Regions from separate parts of the Sus scrofa genome. Here region 1 is linked to region 2. The links are chromatin contacts, called in public Hi-C maps. All regions are on one chromosome and are shown on one strand. Each heading gives the region's core, a stretch centred on a gene start, on an enhancer-like site or on the middle of the called end of the contact. The rest is flanking DNA. Distances are from core to core; before and after follow the strand shown. Region 1 overlaps SUGT1 (protein SGT1 homolog). Region 2 holds the start of SUGT1 (protein SGT1 homolog).

The links. A called contact is a pair of places that touch in the nucleus more often than the background predicts.
Region 1: a Hi-C map of fibroblasts shows a contact between it and region 2, with 2.1 times the contacts expected there. The contact joins the enhancer-like site here to the promoter of SUGT1 in region 2. A contact is called at or near these places in 5 of 47 Hi-C or Micro-C datasets (adipocytes, embryonic fibroblasts, epiblast stem cells and 1 more).

The regions. Positions count from the first base shown.
Region 1 is chr11:25,954,706-25,962,178 of Sscrofa11.1, reverse strand. SUGT1 (protein SGT1 homolog) reads right to left here. Exons shown (of 13, transcript XM_005668449.3): 13 at 1,514-7,473. CNMD (leukocyte cell-derived chemotaxin 1) reads left to right here. Exons shown (of 7, transcript XM_021065645.1): 7 at 1-2,987. Among named protein-coding and RNA genes, the nearest start is that of CNMD, 36 kb to the left of the region's middle. Within about 2 kb of position 5,243, at least 5 of the 83 cell types and tissues checked have an H3K27ac peak or open chromatin away from gene starts, as enhancers often do. A contact at or near this core is called in embryonic fibroblasts, where this site is marked.
Region 2 is chr11:25,902,068-25,909,539 of Sscrofa11.1, reverse strand. It overlaps SUGT1 (protein SGT1 homolog), which reads right to left and starts at 4,098. Exons shown (of 13, transcript XM_005668449.3): 1 at 3,392-4,098; 2 at 3,237-3,294. The coding sequence starts at 3,429.

The DNA.
Region 1 (7,473 bases), core at 3,994-6,493, 51 kb before region 2:
CTTGTGTGCCTATGTTTAATGTCATGTTCAGCAAGCTAGGTCTCTGGAGCAAAAAGGGCTGAAGGAAGAGACACAGTGAGTTACATGTCATGGTCACACTGTTTGCCAGCAGCAGCAACTTGCTGCAGTTGTAGATTTTACACATTTCGTCTTCAAAATGGTTCTCTAGTAACTACACAAGTGCCAAGCATTCTGCACACCATCCCCCATCTCGCCACCCAGCAACCTCTACTTGTTTCTAAAAATAAAAGGGGAAAAAAAAAATAGACTGAGTCAGTGACCCCACCACAGAAGAGCTTGTGTCTCACGAGGGCTAACTGGGATTGAGGACACCAGAGACCTTGACAAAGACGGGAGCACTCGGCTTCTTAGAGAAAGAGAATGCCTTCCACTGTGTCTTCTACGATGAGGAGTTAGCCGGGCGGTGAGAGAGGAAGGGCACTCGAGGCAGAGGGAGCAGTTCAAGTACAGGTGTGAAGGTGCGAGGTCCAAGCAGGGACACTGCCCTCGGGCTGAGGCGGAGGCAGTAGCAAGACAGAAACGTACTCATATTACATGTTCACTTGGAACTCACTTGGTGGAAAAGGAATAGGAAACCAATGAAAGGTTTCGGGCAAAGGGAGGGCTGGTAAAGGTTCCATTTTAGATGGATCACCTTGGTAGCCTGTCCACGTGAGAACTGAGGAGGTGCCAAACTCAGCAAGGAGGACAGCGTGTCGAAAGCGAAGGCAGGCTGCCTCTTGCAAAGGTGCTCCCTTTTCAAAGCACCAGAATTAGATGAAATATTACGCAGGTGGATAACTTACTTGATAATGGATAATGGAATTATGCTGTGTTAGGAGAAATCACTCAACACCCAGGGACATCACCTTAACAGAAAAAAATAAAATTGATGTTTTAAGAGCAGAGAGGAACCTGATATTGGATAATGACAAAATAGACTCAAATTGTGTTCAAGGAAGAAAACTACAGGTCTACTTTGAAAGAAAAAAAAACCAAGTGCACAAAGGAGGAACATTTGGCAATGGAAGAGAGGACACCGCATGATCCAAACCTCTCTCGAACCGGTCCTAATCCCTAGGTGACCTTTAACCAGGCCAGTCCAAAAGCTGCAAGTGCTGCCAGTTTAAGTGCTGCCCAGTCCGCTGTGCTGAACGTGGCTTGTCCTTTAATTCTCGGTGCTGGTACAGCCAAACCTTATGGACATGAGAGGTTCACTTTCAAGGTCCTACGGTCCTAGTTTGCCTCAGTCGTCTGAGATGTGATAGTCACTGTTGTGGCAACATGCGGAGAAAGTGAATTGTTCTTGCTGGGTTTCAGTCAGTATCTGTTATGTTCTAAGTTATATAAACATACCTCATTGAAATATGCCAACAAACTTCCATTCCAATTTGAAAAACTTGTTTTAACCTCATCCTTATACCTCCTTTCCCACCGCCAGCTCAAATAATCGTTGCCACTAAAAAAAGACACTAAACACATTCAGAATAATCACTTAACCCACTGGACAGTTGTTCTTACACCAGATTTTATTATACTCCGAAATACAAGCTACATGTTTACAAAATAGAAATTCCTTGTCTTAAGTGGGGTATTTAATTTTTATTTCTGTATAAGCTGAATATGCTAGCTTGTTTTATGAACATTCATTGTATAGAAATGGTCACAATTTTTAAAGTGAACTAATTTATTGAGGGGGAAAGAGAGCGCACTGACAAGAATCAACATGCATAGATATTCCTAGTAGCGCATGTGAACAGAAAGGTGTAAATCTGGGAGTCAATGCAAACTTGAGCGAAAACATTTTACAGGCAGAGTGAGTTTTGGTATCTATGAAAGAAAGCTGAACTTCTTTAAAAAGGGCTTTTGTACATATATGCATGCTCATATTTCATATGCATATACAGGTTTCACCTTGAAAAAGCCCAATATATTAGAATCAAATTTACAAAACAGTTAGTGTTGACTGACTGACAACAATAAAAGGACTCACCACAGGCTTTATTTAAACTGCTTATATTCAAAAGCAATCAATTTACATACAATTTTTAGGTTCTTACTGTGTAAAGGTAAGTGTATATACATGTGTATGTATGTATGTATACACACACACACATATACACACACACATTTACACATGTATGACCTAACCTAGCAAACAGCTGGTGCTATTTTCTAAGGTGTTTGGTTTACTGAACCTTTACCAAGTCTTAAATAGTTTTAAAATCACATATACAGGAGTCAGTGTTATTACATTTATAAGTTATCACCATGGAGTGATAAAAAATCAGTGATAGGTGTAAACAGCATACTCACAAGCTATAAATATAAGTCCCTAAGTTAAAACACCAAATTATTAAGAACTATTTGTTTTAAGAGGTATATACCACTAAGTTCCTCTGTGAGTTTATTGTCATATTCCTCTTCTATTTGTGTCTGCTGCTTTACAAAAATTCGCTTCATATCGAATTCCTATAATCGAATCAACCTGCTTTTTCTCATCTGTAATATGGCTACAAAAATTTTAATAGCAACAAATGAGATAGCTTAGAAGAAATAACCTCTATGTACTTTTTCTTGAAACTAGCACTATATTTACAAATTTACTTAAAGTAACTTTAAAAAAAACTCAACATGATTTCTGCAGCCTCCCGTCCTTCAGCCCTCCAAGGTGTGAATTATTTAATTACTAAAAATTTTCCTTTCAACTGCCTACACTCCTTTAATCTAGACTTTTAGCCATTTTTTTTTATAGTGAGCTTACTTTATACTGACATAGTCAAAGACCTGGAATAAACTTAGCAGGCATCAACTTCCTCTTAGCAGGACATAATGCTTTTGACGGCCAAGTGGTTTCCTTCTAATTAAAGCCATGTTCCTGCCTATTAGTTACTAGGGAACTACACAATTATGAAGTGGGAAAGATTTCCCCTCCATAAACATCTTCCTCACACACATTCTCTCGACCTAATCCACCAGCACCATAATTTGTAATATTCAGTCAGTGCCTATGTGTAATCAGGCAACACCCGACAACATTCCAGTTGCTTGAGAAGGAAGGGTGCCTCATCATAAGTCAGCACCAGGCTACTGCATCCATACTCCATGAACAGAGTATTCTAGGGTTCTCTGCTCAATTTCAGTAATCTCTCAGCAGTGATCAACTAGCATCTTGTTCCGAGATTTTCAATTTGCTTCATTTTGACTGAGAGAGGCTGTCTTTCATCATGGGCAGGACCATGCCGTTGTGCGGATTCGATCGGGGTATGGCAATGACCCTAAGGGCCTGCCGACAGAGGAACAAAAATAATCACTGAGCATCTCTCCTCTGCCTCTACGGCCATGGAAGAGGGAAACTTCTCAAAAGAACAAGACCCCAAGTAGCTTTTTACTTTCTTAAAAATTGTGGAAATAAGACGTCTGAGATGATTAGTGCTAGTAACCTCACTTAAATTCTGTCTCCTTTACGCCTTAAGATCAGGGTGTTTTAAGAGCAACGCCCCAGGTCACATACATCAAAATCACAGATTTACTGGGCCCGATCCCAAACCGACTAATTCAGAAACTCCGGAGGGAGGTGGAGAAAACCTACATTCTGAAAAACAAGCTTCCCAGGTGAGGGCTTCACCCTCAAGTTTGAGAACCACTGTATTATACATTATCATAGAAAATATCTTCCCAATGCTCTAATTTTTATAGTTGCCTGGTATTTGGGGCAACTGTTAGGAGATGAGTACAAAAGTTCTCTCACCAACTATCCGTGTGAGTTACGTTAAAGAACTCTTATGAAGGAAAAAAGCATGTGAGAATGCTCTCGAAAAAATGCATTCGTAAAACCAAAAGCTTAGACTAGACAGTACTTAAGATTTATTCCAGCTCTAAAATACTGACTTTGTTTCATGTCTCATGCAAATACATGTCTAGGGGAGTAATAGGTGCCAAAGATGCTTCTAGTCTTGGCAGATGGCCCATAAAAACATGCCTGCTGACCTGATTTAGACAGTTCTATTAAACACGAAATCCAGTCCCACACTTATTCTTAAATCCCTGTGCACAACCAGTCATTCTAATTGACTCAGTTTTTCTCATTATCTAGTCTGCTATAGCTATAGGAAATAGTTCTGCTAAACAAATAGAATAGGAAATAGTTCTGCTAAACAAAGATTACGCTAAAATGTGATGTTGCCTATAGTTTAGTATGTAAAAAGAACAGAAATAAAGTATTTCAAAAAAATACTGAAAGTGAGGGCTTCTCATATACCCAGTAAGTCATATGCCATCACGCAAATTCATTCACATCGATACCACCGGGTGTTCAGAACGGAAATTCCACTGCAAACATTGTTAGATTTATAAAGTAAATCTGATCCGATTCTATGTACATCTGATAAAAATTAAAAGCATTTTTAAAAAGAATGACAACTGGCCAAACTTCGACAGCACTGAGGATCACAGGTTTTGTATGAAGCTGGGAAAAGCGCTGGCCCGGCTACCATCATCTCCCCTGTGTTATATGCAAGGCCCTACCTGTTCTAGGCCCCGTTACCTCCCCTCACTCACTCTGCCCCAGCCCCGTAGCTTCCCCAGCATCCCTCAAACACAGCAGGACTCTACATCTGCTGTTCCTTCCGCCGGCAGTGCTCCTTCTCAAGCATCTTCACAGCTCCCTCCGCCGCCCTCAAGTCTGTATTCGAGCATCACCTGCTCACTGAATTCTCAATTGATCTCGGATCTCAAATTCCAACCACCTGTTGTCCTCTTTGCACATTTAGTTTTCTTTCTCAGCACTTGACATCACTTCACATGTACTCTGCTATTTCCCCCATAAGTTAGGCTCCACAAATGCAAGGATCTGTTCACCAGTGTCTCCCTAGAGCCCAGAACAGTGTCTGGCACATCCCTGGCACTCAATGTTGATGAATGATATCATAAACTATGTATTTTGTACTTATTTATATTGTTCTATATATCATTCTATTACCTATACTACAGTGAAAACCCATTCGAAGAAAAACACATATGGCTTTGACAGAAAAATCTCAAGGACATTAATATTGTTAAAAAAATCAAGTATAAAACCCTGATCAAAGAGGTTCAGTATCTCAGAATTTCTTTGGAGGTTTTCCAGAAAAAAAAATGTACTAGTAAGCAGTTCAAATTTCCACCTCCGGATGCTGGTATGCTTATACACTGCCTGACTCAACTCTTGGTTTTCAGACCTGTTCACATGCCCAGACCCATTCCTGGCTTTATAAAACTCTGGCCTCCTTTCCCCTACGAGTTTCTTGGGCTCAAAATTCCTTCCCAAAGGATGACTAACTGAATTAGAAAATAAAGTTCAGTCCCTTCTTTAAGGAAACACACATATTTTAGTTTTAAAACAGTTGTGGCAAAAAAAAGGAATCTGAAAATAGCGAAACAAAAAATACTTGAGTATTACACGGGTTTTAAAGTTATATAACTGCTATTCCCTCTAGTTATGAAGATAGCTGAAGAACAAATTAGATTTAGCTCTCCTGACCAGGGGTTAAAAATCTATTGAAAAATCACTGTTATCTATATTGATGAATAAATAATCAATTTCAAGGGCATGATATAAGCAACAAACTACAGTTTTAAAAACTAATTATGTAGTTTGGTGTAAGGTTAACACTTCTGATACCAAACACTTCTGATACGACGTGAAAAAGCACCCTGCTCTGCAGCCAAGATCCAAAAACAGTAACATAATCAAATAGGACACACAGGGTAAAACAGCTATCAAGCTACTAACCCTTAAACCAGTACAGCTCTGATGCATCATCCGTAAGGGACCTCCAAGACCCCAGCTGGGGTGGCAGTGAATTCCCGCGGATTTCACAAGACTATTCTAATGGGAGATACCTAAACAATGAAGAGAAGAAAATACAGAGAGTCTTCTGGGGAGCATTAACACCACCTGCCAAATTCTGAGGGCTCATTCTCTACACAGCAGCTCCAGCAGATAGAAAGTTGGAAGGCAGCCCCCAAAACCCTCACCAAAGAGGCTCAAATGATGCAAGAAATGAGTCAGCTGTAGTGACTCCCTAAAGAAAGAACAGATCAAACTCTCAAACATGCCTATGAGACACTGTGGTTTTGGTTTGACTCTTATCAAGGGATCTAATGGGTGTCTCAACCATAAGCAAATAACCCAACCCAACTGCTATGAAGCCAGCCACTGCCAGAGTAGCAGCACAAAATTAAACAGCTTTCCTGGAGGTGGCAGAGGAGCTCAGTTTTGACACATCAGTAGGAAACTGAAACTCTCTAGTTGGGTTGGAAGAAAAAATATACATAGGATATTCAGACAGACCAGAGGTCTGCAAACCCAAGACAAGAACAACATGCAATAGAGTCTTTATGTGACGCACAAAGCCTAAAATATTCACTACATTGCCCTTTATGGAAAAAAACATGCAAACCCTTAAATAGACTACTCTTGTGCGCCTGGAGCCTAGGTACACAGTGCAGCAGTGACAGATGAGGTTAAAAAACAAAAAAACCACCACCACCCCAAAAAAACACCCCCCCCAAAAACCTGAATGAGGCTGAATAATGACTGCCCTTGAATAGCAGCTAAAAATCAGAACTGGTACCTTCCTTTCAGGAATTCCACTACTCAACAGCACTGAGGAAAAAAATTAAGGACTTTATATTTATTGGTCACACACTCTGAGATGGGATTTAACTGTCTTCACAATCCTGACGCAATATTATCACCCAGTGTTAGAGATGAGAAAAAGGTTCAGAAGGGTTAAGTCACTTGTCCTCTCAAAAAACACCATTTATTAACACAGCAAAACTTGGAATTTAAGATTGCAGATTCATCTGTTGGTATCCTTTTTGCTATTATAAAACAGTTGCCTCTGTGGTACAGTCGAAATAAAAGAAATTGATCATTTTGCAACTAATAAATAGTAAAATGGTAAGCAGCAGTGCCAAGGAAATGCATTCAATCTCTTAGCATATTTCCTGACCATGGAGTTAAGCTAGCTAACTTAAGTGTTCAGCTGGTAGTCAAATGGGTCCCAGAAAAGGTCAAGGCTAGAGTACAATGACTGACAAAAAGTGGTAGCTGGGGGAGAACCCTGAACTTGAGTCCACAATACTTCTTGTTTCCCCACTGACTGTTTCAAGGGTGAGGGGAGGAGAACAGACTAATGAAATAAGTCTTGCAAACACAACTATTGGCTTCTCTACACTGATGGAAATAATAGGACAGAACTTGTGGTTTATAAGTAGTATGACTTTCTATAAACCCTGATAGTTTTATTCTGTCTTGAGATTTAAATGAAAATGGAATATCAGAGAACTTCTTAAGGGAAGTCCCTTAACATTCTACATAATAGTTTGTATCTTCTGGCACCACTACGCTTCATGATTCTTTTTAAAGTACTGCTGACAATACTTGCATATTGAGGCTCTGCCGAAGTAAATTAAAATAACTACTCA
Region 2 (7,472 bases), core at 2,849-5,348:
TCTTCACATTGACCCTTTAAAAAAAAAAATGAATTGAATTTACTATTTATTTTTAAACCTCTGGCCGCACTAGCAGTATGCTGACGTTCCCAGGGCCAGGGATTGAACCCAAACCACAGCTCTGACAATGCTGGATCCTCAACCCACTGCACCGCCAGGGAACTCCCACAATCACCCTTCCGAGTGGTCCGAGACAGGAAATCTGATCCAGAAGAATGATAGGAGGAACTTTCCTGAGGTTATAGAGTTATCTTGAAACCAGAACATGGACACAGGCAGTCTGATTCCAGAGCCCGGGCTCTTAGCCACTATTCATACTGGGCCCCAAAAGATTCTCATAATCTACACATATGTCTTCCCTCTCTACTGAATTGAGACTCCCTCTATAATGCGATTCTTAGACTGCTGGCTCACAATATAGCAGCCGTCACTTAACGTATGTTGTTTCATGAATGCAAAATGTAATCAGCTTGACAGACATTTTCTCTTTATTCCTAAGTATATGATCTTATATAAAAACGTGACATTTAACAGATTTAATAGCACATGACCTTAATTTCAAAATATCTACTGTTAAACCAGCCCTTGGGAAAAACTAGGGGGGAAGAGACTCTGACTTCTCATCAAGTTTTCGGCCCGACCAATGGTTTAGTAATTAACATTCACCTGTTTATCTCTGTGAAGTCACCTCAAGTTTTAAAAAGAACATTTCCTCTTAACACAGGCTGATTTCTCATCGTGTTCATTCTCCCCACTCCCATTTCTTGATGCAGGTCCGTGGCAGATCCTGAGAATTTGCATTTCTAAAAAATTCCCAGGAGATGCTGCTGCAGGTGGTCCGAGGATCACACTTTTGAAAACCACTGTTCTACGGCACTAGACTAAGAGTCAGGAAACACGTGTCCTGCGGCTTCTGCCCTAACTGGCTGTACACATCTCCACGACAGAGCCCTTGGATTTCTCTGGGTCTGTTTTCTTCTATAAAACGGAAGGGTGAAGAGTACTGGCCTGTGGGAGTCACAAGTACTTTCAGAAAATCTGGGGTAGGGTCCAAGAATTTGCACCTCTAACATGTTCCCAAGGAAGCAATGCTGTTGGTCCAAGAGCCACGCATTTTTTTTTGTTTGGGGTTTTTGGGGTGACATCCGGGTCACGTGGAAGTTCTCAGGCCAAGGACTGAACCTGTGCCACAGTGGCGACCCAAGCCACTGCCGTGACAATGCTGGATCCCCAACCACTGTGCTACAAGAGAATTCCCAAGAGCCACACGTTAAGGATCAACACACTAAAGCTAACCAGGCAATTCACTTCCAAAAAGAAAGGAAAAAAAAAGCACCCCGCCCACAAAAAGGAGTCTGTGTGTTTACTAAAATACAGGTATAAGAAAATTCACAGTGGTTTTATTCACACTAACTGGAAATAAACCAAATGTCCACTGTCCGACTAGATAAATTGTGCTATATGTATACACAAGACTACATAGCAATGAAAAAGAACCACCACTTCACACAATCTGGGGATGTCTCTTACCTAATGCTTAAAGCAAGACAATACCTACACTCAACTGTGTACCTCGTGTATGATGCTATTTCTAAGTTCAAGAACAAGCAAAATTAACTGGTGGTGATAAGATTCAGAACAGGGGTTATCTGGTGGGGTAGAGGAATAACTGGCTAGGAGGACATAGGAGATTAAGCTTGAGGATGTTAAGTATTCTGTACCTTGATCTGAGCAGTATATACACGTAAGACTTCAAGCTCATGAGTGGCAGATTTAAGAACTGTATTACCTATCACACATCCATAAGTAATTCTAAAAGTAAAATAAATCAAATATAAGGGGACAACGAACTCACTACATTCATATCCTTTAGGAGCTATTATTATACAAACTGGATTTCCAAAGGAGGCATGGCGCCTAAGAGGACCATACCAAACGTAGATTCAGAACATGAAGAGCTATCCGGCCGACATTAGGAATTGTGGACAAAGTTCTGTGTCTCTAGTAACCTGACTCTGACACGGATCCCAGAAGCATCACTAGGAAACATCACAGCACAACAGAGTCATCAGCCACTCTGAAGGTCTTCATATCCAGACCCAAAAAACATACTCCAACCTAAAAGGCCCCACAGGACCTAGGCCTTCATTTCCTCCCCACCTCATCTCTTACTTCTCTTTCATCCCCCTCCAACTAAATGGCCTTCCTGCTGCTCCTTGTGCAGGCCAACTTCACGCCTACCTCAGGATCTTGAAACCGGCTCCTCTTCCTGCCTGAAATCATCTTTCTCCAGAGCTTCCAAGCTCACTCCCTCAGGCCTCAGCTCAGATGTCACCTCCTCAACCAACCATGTGGCAGATTTCTTTTAGAAGTCACGGTGAGGAAAAGGTTTTCCTGCCTCAAACTGCTCACCTTCCATGTGGTGGATCACAACTGCGAACCAAGGTTCCCTCTTGAGCTTCCAAGCAAGAGACACCTGGCTAAACTTTGGGACCCACTGCATCACGTATTCTTAATGTGGGCTCCCTTTATTAGTTTCAATCATGACTTCACTCTTGTTTTTTGCTTTCCTTTACACCTTTATAGCCTTTCATTGCACACAGAATGCCCACCAAGTCAGTTAAACATCGAACTAAGACTTTAACCCACAGCAATCAGTTCCTTGCACACAACAAAAACCCCAAGAAATTGTTTTGAGGAAGAAGCAAATGAGTGAATAATGAACAGTGACAGGACATCTGGAAATTTTCAGGCACACACAGGAAAGGTTTTTGTTCCAGTAGCGAGTTCATACAGGCACTTAGCACAGAGCCTGGTACATTAAAATGGCAAGGATGACTTAGTCAAGCGAAAAGCCGAGTTAACAAATATCAAGCCTAAAATTTCCTTTTTGTCCCTAATGCCATTAAAAACAAACAAAAAAAACCAGGCCCTTTCAGGCCAACTATGAAAGTCAACCACATTCCCAAGAAAGAAGGCAGGTTTTACTGAGACGCTCCGAGGATGCAGGAACCGTCTAGGAGAGGGAGGTAGCAAGAACTGGGATCTGGAGTGACTGGGCCGCTGATGGACAGAGAAAAGAGGCGGGGGTTTTCAATATCAAGACTGAGACACAAGACAAGCAGCAGCCCCGGCCCCGGGAAAACAGTGCTGCGAAGAGGCGGGGTGGGCCAGAACCCAACGCGGCCCCCCCGTTGCCCACAGCAAAGTGAAGGAAGCTGGACCAGCTCGCTCACCTCTAACGCCGCCTGGGGGTCCTCTTCGATCAGAGCATCTGAGAAGCTCCGGAAAAACCTGCCAGGAAAACAACGACTTCAGCAGGGCGCACTAACCAAGGAAAACAGAGGATGCTGGGTACTAATAAATAGCAAAGAAAAGGTAAAACACGCACCTTTGGGCCGTTGCAGGTCCCGCTGCAGCCGCCGCCATCCCTACTGGTCACTGTTACCGCTGCTGGAGCCGCTCCTACCGAGGTTACCAGTCCGCCGCCGCCCAAGGGGGAAACTTCTGGAGAAACACCAACCGAGCTTCCGTCCTAAGGAGCCAACGAGCAGCCACGCAGCGTGCCGCGGGGGGGGGGGGGGGGAGGGGAGGCGAAGCGCGGGCGCGGGGTGGGCTGGGACCGTGGAGGACCGACTCTCCCGGCCCGCCCCCTGGCCGGAGACCAGCCCCGCAGGCTCCGCCCCCTGCAGCCTCGGTTACGGAGGCCGCGGTGGTTCACGCTAGCCCTCCGTCCCGCTGCGCGCCCACAGTCCCGTGGAGCCTCCGGAGCGCTAGCTTGAAAGGAGTTTTGTACCATACTGTTCTCCTTCGGGAACGTGTGGACTTTGGGGGAGTTTATATGTCTGTTAATAACACAAAGCACATCGAGCTCCGTTTTTCCCTACAGCGCTCATCATGGCTCTTGGAAGCAACCGAGCCCTTTGTGACCCGTGACGTCATCCCGCGCTACGTGTTCTTTTCCGGGAGCGAGTTCCGGATGGCGCGGCGCATTGGTGGGTGCCGGCATCTTGGCGCTGGGAACCCTGAAGGCCGCGGACTTTCCGGAAGTCGTTCTGCCTCTGCGGAGGGTAGAGCAGAGGAAGCCTTTTGGTTCCGGGGCGGGTGGACTGTTCCATGGGCCCCAGGACTCCGCAGACCTAAGGTTGTCTTCCTCGTTGGCTTCCCAGACTAAGAAGAAAAACGTACTCCATCCGAAGGCATTGAAAGGAGAAATGGACCCTCAAGTTGTCTTGGTGTTACTTTACACCTAGTCGGACAGGCCCCCTCCCACTTTTGACCCATGCAGTTTAGATAGACGAAACTTCCAGCAGGTTCCACGGACCGGAGTCCGGGAGCAAGAGGGAGTGGGAGTGAATGGTTGGTTCCTCAGTAGAGATGAAGGAATAACTGAAGTTGAGTGTCTACTACATCCAAAATCTAAACTAAGTCCTGGGATTCAGTGGTGGTAATGCCCCCCAGAAACTTAAGTCAATTTAGTTCTAAGTGCTAAAAGGAAAGAAAGACAGTAGTCAGTGATGTGGTAACAAGGGGCTTTTAGCCGCCCATAAGGTCTAGGGATGGAATCCTCAAACACTTTGTACTCGAGCTTCAGTTTGGAAAGACGAATCAGTGAAGGAAATGAAAAAAGCAATTCAGACGGAATAGGATGAATGCTAGCAAGTGATAATGTGAACTCTAAAATTGATAGAGCCAAAATTCAGGCTAGAAGCAGAGAGGGCAGGGAGGTAGGTTATGTGCCAGGTCATAAAGGACTAGTTGTGGTCCGTTGAGAAGTTGGGATGAGCTTCTCTGAAGGATCCTAACCCATTATAAGATTTTTACTCAAAAGAAGGCTGTACTAGTGAAATTTACATTTTAAATGTTTATTATCTGTGCTATCAAAGAATAAAGGAAAAGAACAGTCATTGGGGAGTTCCTGTTGTGGTGCAGCAGAAACGGATCCAACTAGGATCCATGAAGATACTGATTCAGCCCCTGGCCTCACTCAGATAAGGAAACAGCTTTGCGGTGAGCTGTGGTGTAGGCTGGCTGCTATAGCTCCGATTGATTTGACCCCTGGCCTGGGAACTTCCATATGCCAAGGGTGCAGTCCTAAAAAGAAAAAAAAAAAGGAAAGAAAGAAAAAAGAACAGTTGGAAGACAACTGCTGTATTACAAGCCAAAGTGACTCTTATAAATAGGTCTGTAACAATAGGGATGGAGGGGATGGTAAGAATTGCAGAAATAACTAAGAAAAAACTGGGTTTGCTGATCTTTCCTTTTGTTTTGCTTCTTTTTAGGGTATATGGAAATTTCCAGGCTAGGGGTTATCAGAGCTGCAGCTGCCGGCCTATGCCACAGCCGCAGCAATGCCAGATCTGAGCTGCATCTGCGACCTACACCACAGTTCACGAGATGCTGGATCCTTAACCCACTGAGTGAGGCCAGGGATCAAACTCGCATCCTCATTAATACTAGTCAGGATCCTTACCGCTGAGCCACCACCAGAACTCTTGAGCTTTCCTTTTGTGATCAGTTCTTTTTGCATCTAGTATAAGGCTTTGCCTACTCAAAAGCCATGAACAGAGTCACCTGTGTTTTCTTCTAGATGCTTTACTATCATACTTTTCATGTCCAGGTCTATTAATTTTTATAAAATGTATGAGGTTGGGATTAAGGTTCCTTTTCCCCCTAAATGGATATCCCAGCCCTACATACTGAAAAGATTTATTTGCCATTCCCCCCACTAAATAATTATGGCACTTTTGTTATAAAGTAGTTGATCACACATATGTGGGTCTGTTTCCAGGTTCTCATTCCCTTGGTCTAAACTGGTACCACACCATTAATTGATTAACTTTATGAGCCTTTTTTTTTTTTTTTTTGCTTTTTTGGCCGCACCTGTAGCATATGAAAGTTCCCAGGCTAGAGTTCAAAAAAGAGCTGCAGCTTAACGCCATGGAAATGGCAACACCAACACCAGATCTGAGCTGCACCTGTGCAGCAACTTAAGGCAACGCTGAATCCTTAACCCACTGAGCGAGGTCAGGGATCAAACCTGCATCCTTTTGAATACTATGTCAGGTTCTTAACCCACTAAGCCACACCAGGAACTCCTATAGTCTTGGAGCCCTGTAACTTTTCCTTCAAAATTGCCTTGGCTAGTCAAAGTCTTTTGTATTTACATTATTTTATACGTTTTACAACACATTTCCATTTATTTATGTTTTACAATGACCCCGTCAAATTTTCCAAAAAACCCCAACAACAACCCTGCTGGGATTTTAATTGGGCTTGCATTGAATCTATAGATCAAGATCAGCCATTTTGGGGAAAACAGTCTCTCTTATTTATTTATTTATTTATTTTTTAAGGGAAAACAGTCTCTCTTATTTATTTATTTATTTATTTATTTTTTAAGGGCTGCAGCATATGAAAGTTCCCAGGCCAGGGGTTGAATTGGAGCTATAGCTGCTGGCCTACACCACAGCCACAGCAAATTGGATCCGAGGTCTGTGACCTACGCCACAGCTCATGGCCAATGCTGGATCCTTTACCCACTGAGAGAGGCCAGGGATCAAACCAGCATCTTCATGGATCCTAGTCAGGTTTTTTAACTGCTGAGCCACAAAGGGAACTCTCATTTTTTTTTAATTGACTATAGTTAATTTACAATGTGTTTCTAGTGTATAGCAAAGTGATTTCAGTTTTACATGTAAATTCTTTTTCATATTCTTTTCCGCTATAGTGTATTGTAAGATACTGAATATAGTTCACTGCACTATACAGTTTAGCTCTTTTATCTATAGTAATTGCATCTGCTCATCCCAAACTCCTAATTTATCTCTCCCTCATCCCTTCCCCTTTGTTAACCATAAATTGGTTTTCTTCTCTTTTTTTTTCTTTTTAGGGCCACACCTGTGGCATATGGAGGTTCCCAGGCTAGAGGTCAAATCAGAGCTACAGCTGCTGGTCTACACCATAGCCACAGCAACACTGGATCCGAGCTGCCATCTATGACCTACACCACAGCTCACGGCAGAGCCTGATCCCTGACCCAGTAAATGAGGCCAGGGATTGAACCCGAAACCTCATGAATACTGGTCGGATTAATTTCTGTTGAGCAACAATGGGAACTCCCCATAAACTTGTTTTCTATATCTGTGAGTCTCTGTTTTTGTAAGCTCATTTGTGTCATATTTTAGATTCCATATGTAAGTGATATGCCATTTGTCTTTGTCTGGCTTACTGCATGTAGTATGGTGAGCTCTAGGTCCATCCATGTTGCTGCAAATGGCATTATTTCATTCTCTTTTATGGCTGAGTAATACTCCATTTTTTATGTATATGTGGATACAGACATCTTCTTTATCCATTCATCTGTCAACTGACATTTAGGTTGCCTCTATTTTTTTTCTGATATCTTCATGTTGATTACTCCAATCTGTGAATGTGATACACCCCTCAGTTTATTTAAGTGGTCTTTAGTT